Linked DNA regions of Mus musculus: region 2 is linked to region 1. A link is a contact called in public promoter capture Hi-C data. All regions are on one chromosome and are shown on one strand. The core of a region is the stretch at or near the end of the contact, and the rest is flanking DNA. Distances in the headings are between cores, read along the strand shown.

Evidence for each region. Capture Hi-C pulls out chosen DNA fragments and counts their contacts.
Region 2: a promoter capture Hi-C map of adipose tissue shows a contact between it and region 1. The contact joins the promoter of Ppp3cc here to the promoter of Pdlim2 in region 1. A contact is called at or near these places in 14 of 39 promoter capture datasets (3T3-L1-derived adipocytes, the C10 cell line, the HPC-7 cell line and 9 more), 17 of 484 Hi-C or Micro-C datasets (the G1E-ER4 cell line, the HPC-7 cell line, bone marrow-derived macrophages and 12 more), 20 of 115 datasets of contacts at active chromatin or transcription factors (the 230-238 cell line, SST interneurons, astrocytes and 16 more) and 4 of 9 other capture datasets (adipose tissue, liver, macrophages and 1 more).

The regions. Positions count from the first base shown.
Region 1 is chr14:70,175,506-70,178,173 of GRCm38.p6, forward strand. Pdlim2 (PDZ and LIM domain 2) reads right to left here and starts at 1,310. Exons shown (of 10, transcript NM_001253736.1): 1 at 1,174-1,310.
Region 2 is chr14:70,288,141-70,290,808 of GRCm38.p6, forward strand. It overlaps Ppp3cc (protein phosphatase 3, catalytic subunit, gamma isoform), which reads right to left and starts at 1,357. Exons shown (of 14, transcript NM_008915.3): 1 at 1,041-1,357. The coding sequence starts at 1,089.

The DNA.
Region 1 (2,668 bases), core at 60-2,559:
CCCCTTCTAGGGTCTTCAGACTAGTAGATCCCCTAAGACAGGCAGCAGTCCCACTGACAAGAGGTCAGACTTCCATACAAGTGCTTGGTGGAGAACTGTGGGAAGGAATTAGCAGGTGGTAGGAGTGAACGCACCCCGCACCCCTTCACTACCTGTTTCCTGTTCCCTAAACGAAGAGCACAAAATACTTTCTACACTCTGTATAGAGTATACAGGAGGACAGCAAGCCTCAGGATAGCCCCACCAGACAGCAAGAAGTTAGCAGAGGCTGGGGCTGGCAGGTGTCAGACTAAGGTCTTCAGAGGGGCTACCTGGCTCCCTGCCTGACCCCAACAGCTGGGTTCAGATGAACAAGAGGAAGCTTGCTACCTCCTCTAGGGGCCTGCTGCACCCTAGTGAGCAGCCTGAGAAAGGAGGCCAAGGCTCATCTGCCAAGGGAAGCACACCCACACCCACAGCCACCCTGGTACTGGCCAGCAGGGCAAGTTCATGATGCTGCCAGTTTGGCCACAAACTTCTCATCCACAGCCCCCGCTGACCCACAAGGGAGTGTCCTTGTGGACCAGGCCCTCCTAGGATTTCCTGAGCCTCTAGATCTGGAGCCAGGAGCCAACCCAGGCAGGAAGCTGCAATGCCAGCCTGGGCACCACCCAGCCCAGCACCCATCCTCAGGCTGTCCCTGGGGAGATATGGGTCAGCAAGTATGTCCAATATCTCAAGAACATCAAGGCCTGGGGGGAGGGGGAGGCTGTCCAGGCCAGCAGTCCGACTGTCTTGTCCCCCAGGCAACTGGCTTTGCCTTTCACCCAGGCCCAGCCACGGTGTCCCAGGCTGATCACAGAAAGACTGAAAACGCCCTGAGATTCTCAGACCTTTGAGCCGACCAGTGGACTCAGTGAACTGCCTAGCTGTCAGTCTGGCTGTCCCCAGTACCAGTTCTCAAGCTTGCTTCCCAACAAGTCCAAAATACCCCGGGGCGGAGGGGGTTGGGGGTGGGACTGGGACTGGGACTAGAGGACGAGTGTCTGGGTCAGGGGAGAACCCAAGCCAAGGGGTATCCAGGTCGAAGAGAAGTTTCAGGGAAAAGGGGCTTTGGGCCGAGGGTAGGGTCCGGTGAGGAGGAGATCGCCGAGGGCGGTGGCCCGCGGAGGGTGCAGGTGGGCGCGCGCTCACCTGGCTGCCGCTTGCCTGTCGGGCTGGGCGGTCAGGCCAGCCAGGAAAGGGAAGGAGGGAGGGAAGAACGGAGGGAGTAAGGACGAGGAGCCGCCGCCGTTCCACCGCAGCCGTCTGTCCGACTCTAGGGAGAGCTCGCCCGGGGCTCCCAGACCTGCCTCCGCCCATGTGATCCCGGGGCCGCCCCTGCCGCCGCCCCTGGCCCGGGAAGCCGCCTCCTCTGCGCTGCCGAGCCGGGGCGCCGCCACCTGGCCCGCGCCTTGTGGGGGAGCTGGAAGTGGGCGAGCGAGAAGAGCAGACCCTCCTGAAAACCGCCTCTAGACTGAGACCCTTCCGAGGTGTCCACATCCTCCGGACTGTCCCTAAGCACAGGGGGTCGGTTCAAATGACAAACCATCCCCACGGTGCGCAGTATACAGAGACTGCGTCCCACCCCACAATAGGAAAGGATCCCTCGATGTCGCGGTCCCCAGACCTCTGTCAGACAACCGCTGGCTTGATGGACCTGTCTGTGGTCCATCCGATTCTTCTGCCCACTCCTGGCTCCGATGTTGGAGCAGATACAGTCCCGATACCCACACATCTCAAGCCTGGGCCACACCTCCACCCTCCTATCTCTTCCCAGACAGATGCCCCTGGCTTTGTACTGCCAGCGCAGTGACTTAGCCCCAGATACCCCCGCAAGCCTGCCCTGAGCAGGGAGACATGCCCAGACCCAGAGGAGATAGAGAGCACTTGGCAGGGTCATCAGGCACCTCCTCTCCCACCATTCTGCCTGGCATGGGCCAGCTCTAAGCACTACGGAGGACCCTGTCTGCCCAATTCCTATGCCAGACTCCATGACTCAGGGCAACGGTGTGGAGGTGGGGAGAGCAGGTGTAGGCCCAGGAAGGAGGAGCCATCTGACCAGAGGGTCCCCCAGAGCTATACCTGGCAACTCTTGCCCTGGGGAGTTGAGAGCCCACGCAGCTGCCTCCTGCCTCTTCAGTTGCTCTTACAACTTGGCACAGCGTAGAGCACACCTGTGGACCCAGCTGTAACCTGCCTGCCTCGGGTGTGAGTCATTCTCTCCGAGTTCCCCAAGAGAATTGCCCTCGCCACCCTCACCATCCTCCTCACCTACGACGCGCATCGGTGTGGCTCAGAGTCTCTGCACTTCCCAGCCAGCCAGGTTGCCTCCCTGGCCCCACCTCCCACAGTCTCTCCTTGGGCAGGTAAATGGCTCTACCACAGACTAATTCCAGGGGCCTCCAAGAGGGGCCCCTTGTCTGCTGCACCTGCTCTCCCTCCGCAGCTAGTTTGGAAGCCTTTTATGTTTGTTTGGTTTGGTGCTGGGGATTGAAGACAGGGCCCCAGATCTGTACGTATTCTCCCTTTTAAGCTCTACCCTCAGTTCCCTGAAAACCTCTTGAGCAGCCCTCGGGTAGGGCAGGCACTGCCTGGGGTTCACACTGTCCGATCCTCGAGTGTCATGGCTTCCTTTAACTGTGTGTGT
Region 2 (2,668 bases), core at 107-2,606, 110 kb after region 1:
TCATGGCACTCTAGCTGTTAAAGGACTAAGTCCATTCTATGAACAATTGACTTCAATCCCTAATGATTCCAAATTCTGAGGAAATAAGTCTCAAAAGTACTGTCTGCCAAGGCAGATAACTAACATTTATGACACCAATACTATCCTTCTCTCTCTGAGCACTCAATAGGCTCCCCCTTATTTAAAAAAAAAATTATCATTACTAATCTTAGTTTCCTGTCTCCTAATATCAAAATGAAACGGGGAAATAATTTTTAGTTTTTTCCCACTATGGTGAAAACCACCTCACTCAGAAATAACTGGTCTAAGCATAGCACCTTCTTAGAAAACAGTGCTTTCAAACCAACTATTATTATGGAGGGGTCTTAGAAGTCGGACAATAGAAGCATGTGAATCAGTGGTTATGTTAGACAGGTCCTTTTGGGTAAAGGGCAGAAACTATATCATAAACTCAGAAGATTTAGAAACACTTTCGTGTTTCCTTAGAATAACTGAATATCAGATATAATGAGAGACATCTGGGAGATTATTATTCACCAAGTCCTTATAGCCAAAACTTGTAAGCCCTTTTAAGAAGACTGTGTCACTATCATCTTGTTTCTTTTAATAAAAGCAATGACTTGGGATATGTAGAGAAAGTGAGCCAAACGTGCACAGTATACCCACCACACCCCTCAAAAATAATTTTTTAAAGGGTTTGGTAAGGAGCTGTCAAAAAAGAGCTGAGCCTAAGGAAAGGCATGACTTGGGTGAGTCAAGAGAACTCCCTGCTCACACAACCCAGACGGTGTCCCCAGATGAAAGACCAAAAAGTGGGGAATCAGGAGAAACCGCCTGGATGCTTCGGGAGTGGATGGCGGGCGCGGTCGCTCTATCCACCTCCCGCTAGGTACCCGTCCAGCAGTCACCGGGGACGCCGGCGGACAGCAGCCCGGTCCTCCCCGCGCCCTGCAGCGCCTCCCGCCGCTGCCTCCATCCCCGCTCCTCGAGTCCCCGAGCCGTCGCCCGGCGAGGGCCGTTCCCCGCGGCGCGCTCGGCACCTTTGATGACGCGCTCGGTCGTGGAGAACTGAGGGCGCCTCACGGACATGGTCTCCTCCCGGCTCCGGCGGCCCGCTGGACGCAAGCCGCCGCCTTCCTCCTAGGCGGGCTGCGCTCGGCGAGCGGGCAGCCACCGTGCCGGGCCCCGGAATACGGGGCGTCCTCGGACGGCGGCGGCCGCAGCGCCGCTCCCTCCCTGCGGCGGCGCCCGCGGCTCGGCGGGGACGACCGCGTCGAGAGCTACGGCGACCGCGGCTGAGGGACACAACTAGGGAGACCGCGGCTGCGCGCGGCTGGGGCCCCGCGTGCGCGCCTCCGCGCTCACAACTTCCCGGCGGCCTCGAGGGCCGCAGCCGCGCTCTGCGCACGCGCGGATCTCGGGTCTCAGCTCCGGATTCACTGCTGACCGCCGTCCGCCTCGCGTGGGGCAGATGCTCTGGACGCCCAACCCTGACCTGTAGCTTCTCAAACCAGCCGCTGGGACCTCGGAAGCAGCTGCGACCTTGGGACCAGGCAGGTGTCCTGATTCTTGGTGGCTGCCACTGAGTCTGTGTCCCTCTCATCAGAGAGAGCCCCTATCTCATGAACGCTCTCTCCGTTATCACTGGGGTCCTCCACCCACTTTGTCTCCATAAGAAATTAACCATTCTACCCTGTTTCTCAGGTTACCCTCTCCCATTCACCAACCCCCAAACTTTGAAACCCCTGTCAACTTCATGTTTGTTGCATACAGCTTGTATCTAGCAGCCTAAGTACCTCCGTGGCCATCCTACTCCAGTTCAGCTCCTGGGAGAACCCCGTTTCTGAGAAGCGGTGTCTCCCTTTCTATATACATGAGACAGCAGTCACTCACTGTCTTCTGGGACGCTAGCCCAGGCTTCCTTGAGAAAGGGAATTGACTTCTAACCGATTTCCCCTTATATTGTCACCTGCCTACTTGGACGCATCTATTCCACTGTGGAATAGTGACACACAGTGACACCGCACCTGCCTCCCTACCGTGTGTGAGTGTGTGTGCGCGTGTCATGTATGTGTGGTGTGGAGTAGGTGTGTGTGCATGCATGAAGTGTTTGTATTTGTGTGTGCTGGTGAGCTGGCCCATACGAGCACATATGGAGGCCAGAGGTCGAGGCCATCCTCTAGTGCTCCTACCTTAAATTTAATAGACAGGGTCCCATTAAACTTGAAGCTGACATGCCTGCTAGACTGGAAGGCCAGCAAATTCTCTCACCTGTCCCTCTGCCTGTCCCCTTTCCCCCATAGCACTGAAGTTACAAACGCTGAGGTTGTACCCAGGTTCTATTTGAATGCAGGGACTCAAACAGAACCCCATGCTTGTGTTTCACTGAGCCATTTTCCTCATCCCCTCCTCATATGTTTTTTATTTTGTTTTATTTTTGCAGTGATGGGGACTTGCAATCCCATAGTCAAGTTTCACAATCTGGCTTATTTTTAGGTTAAAAATTGGTCATTATTGCTCCTTAATTAGAAGCCTCTTTCTCACTGAGGACAGGACTTGGCCAGGCAAAAAGTACTTTGCTTTTTTTTTTTATTTTAGCAATGATAATGAAATATTGAAACTTAAATCCAAGGAAACGTACAATTTATAGGCCAACCAGTCTTCATAG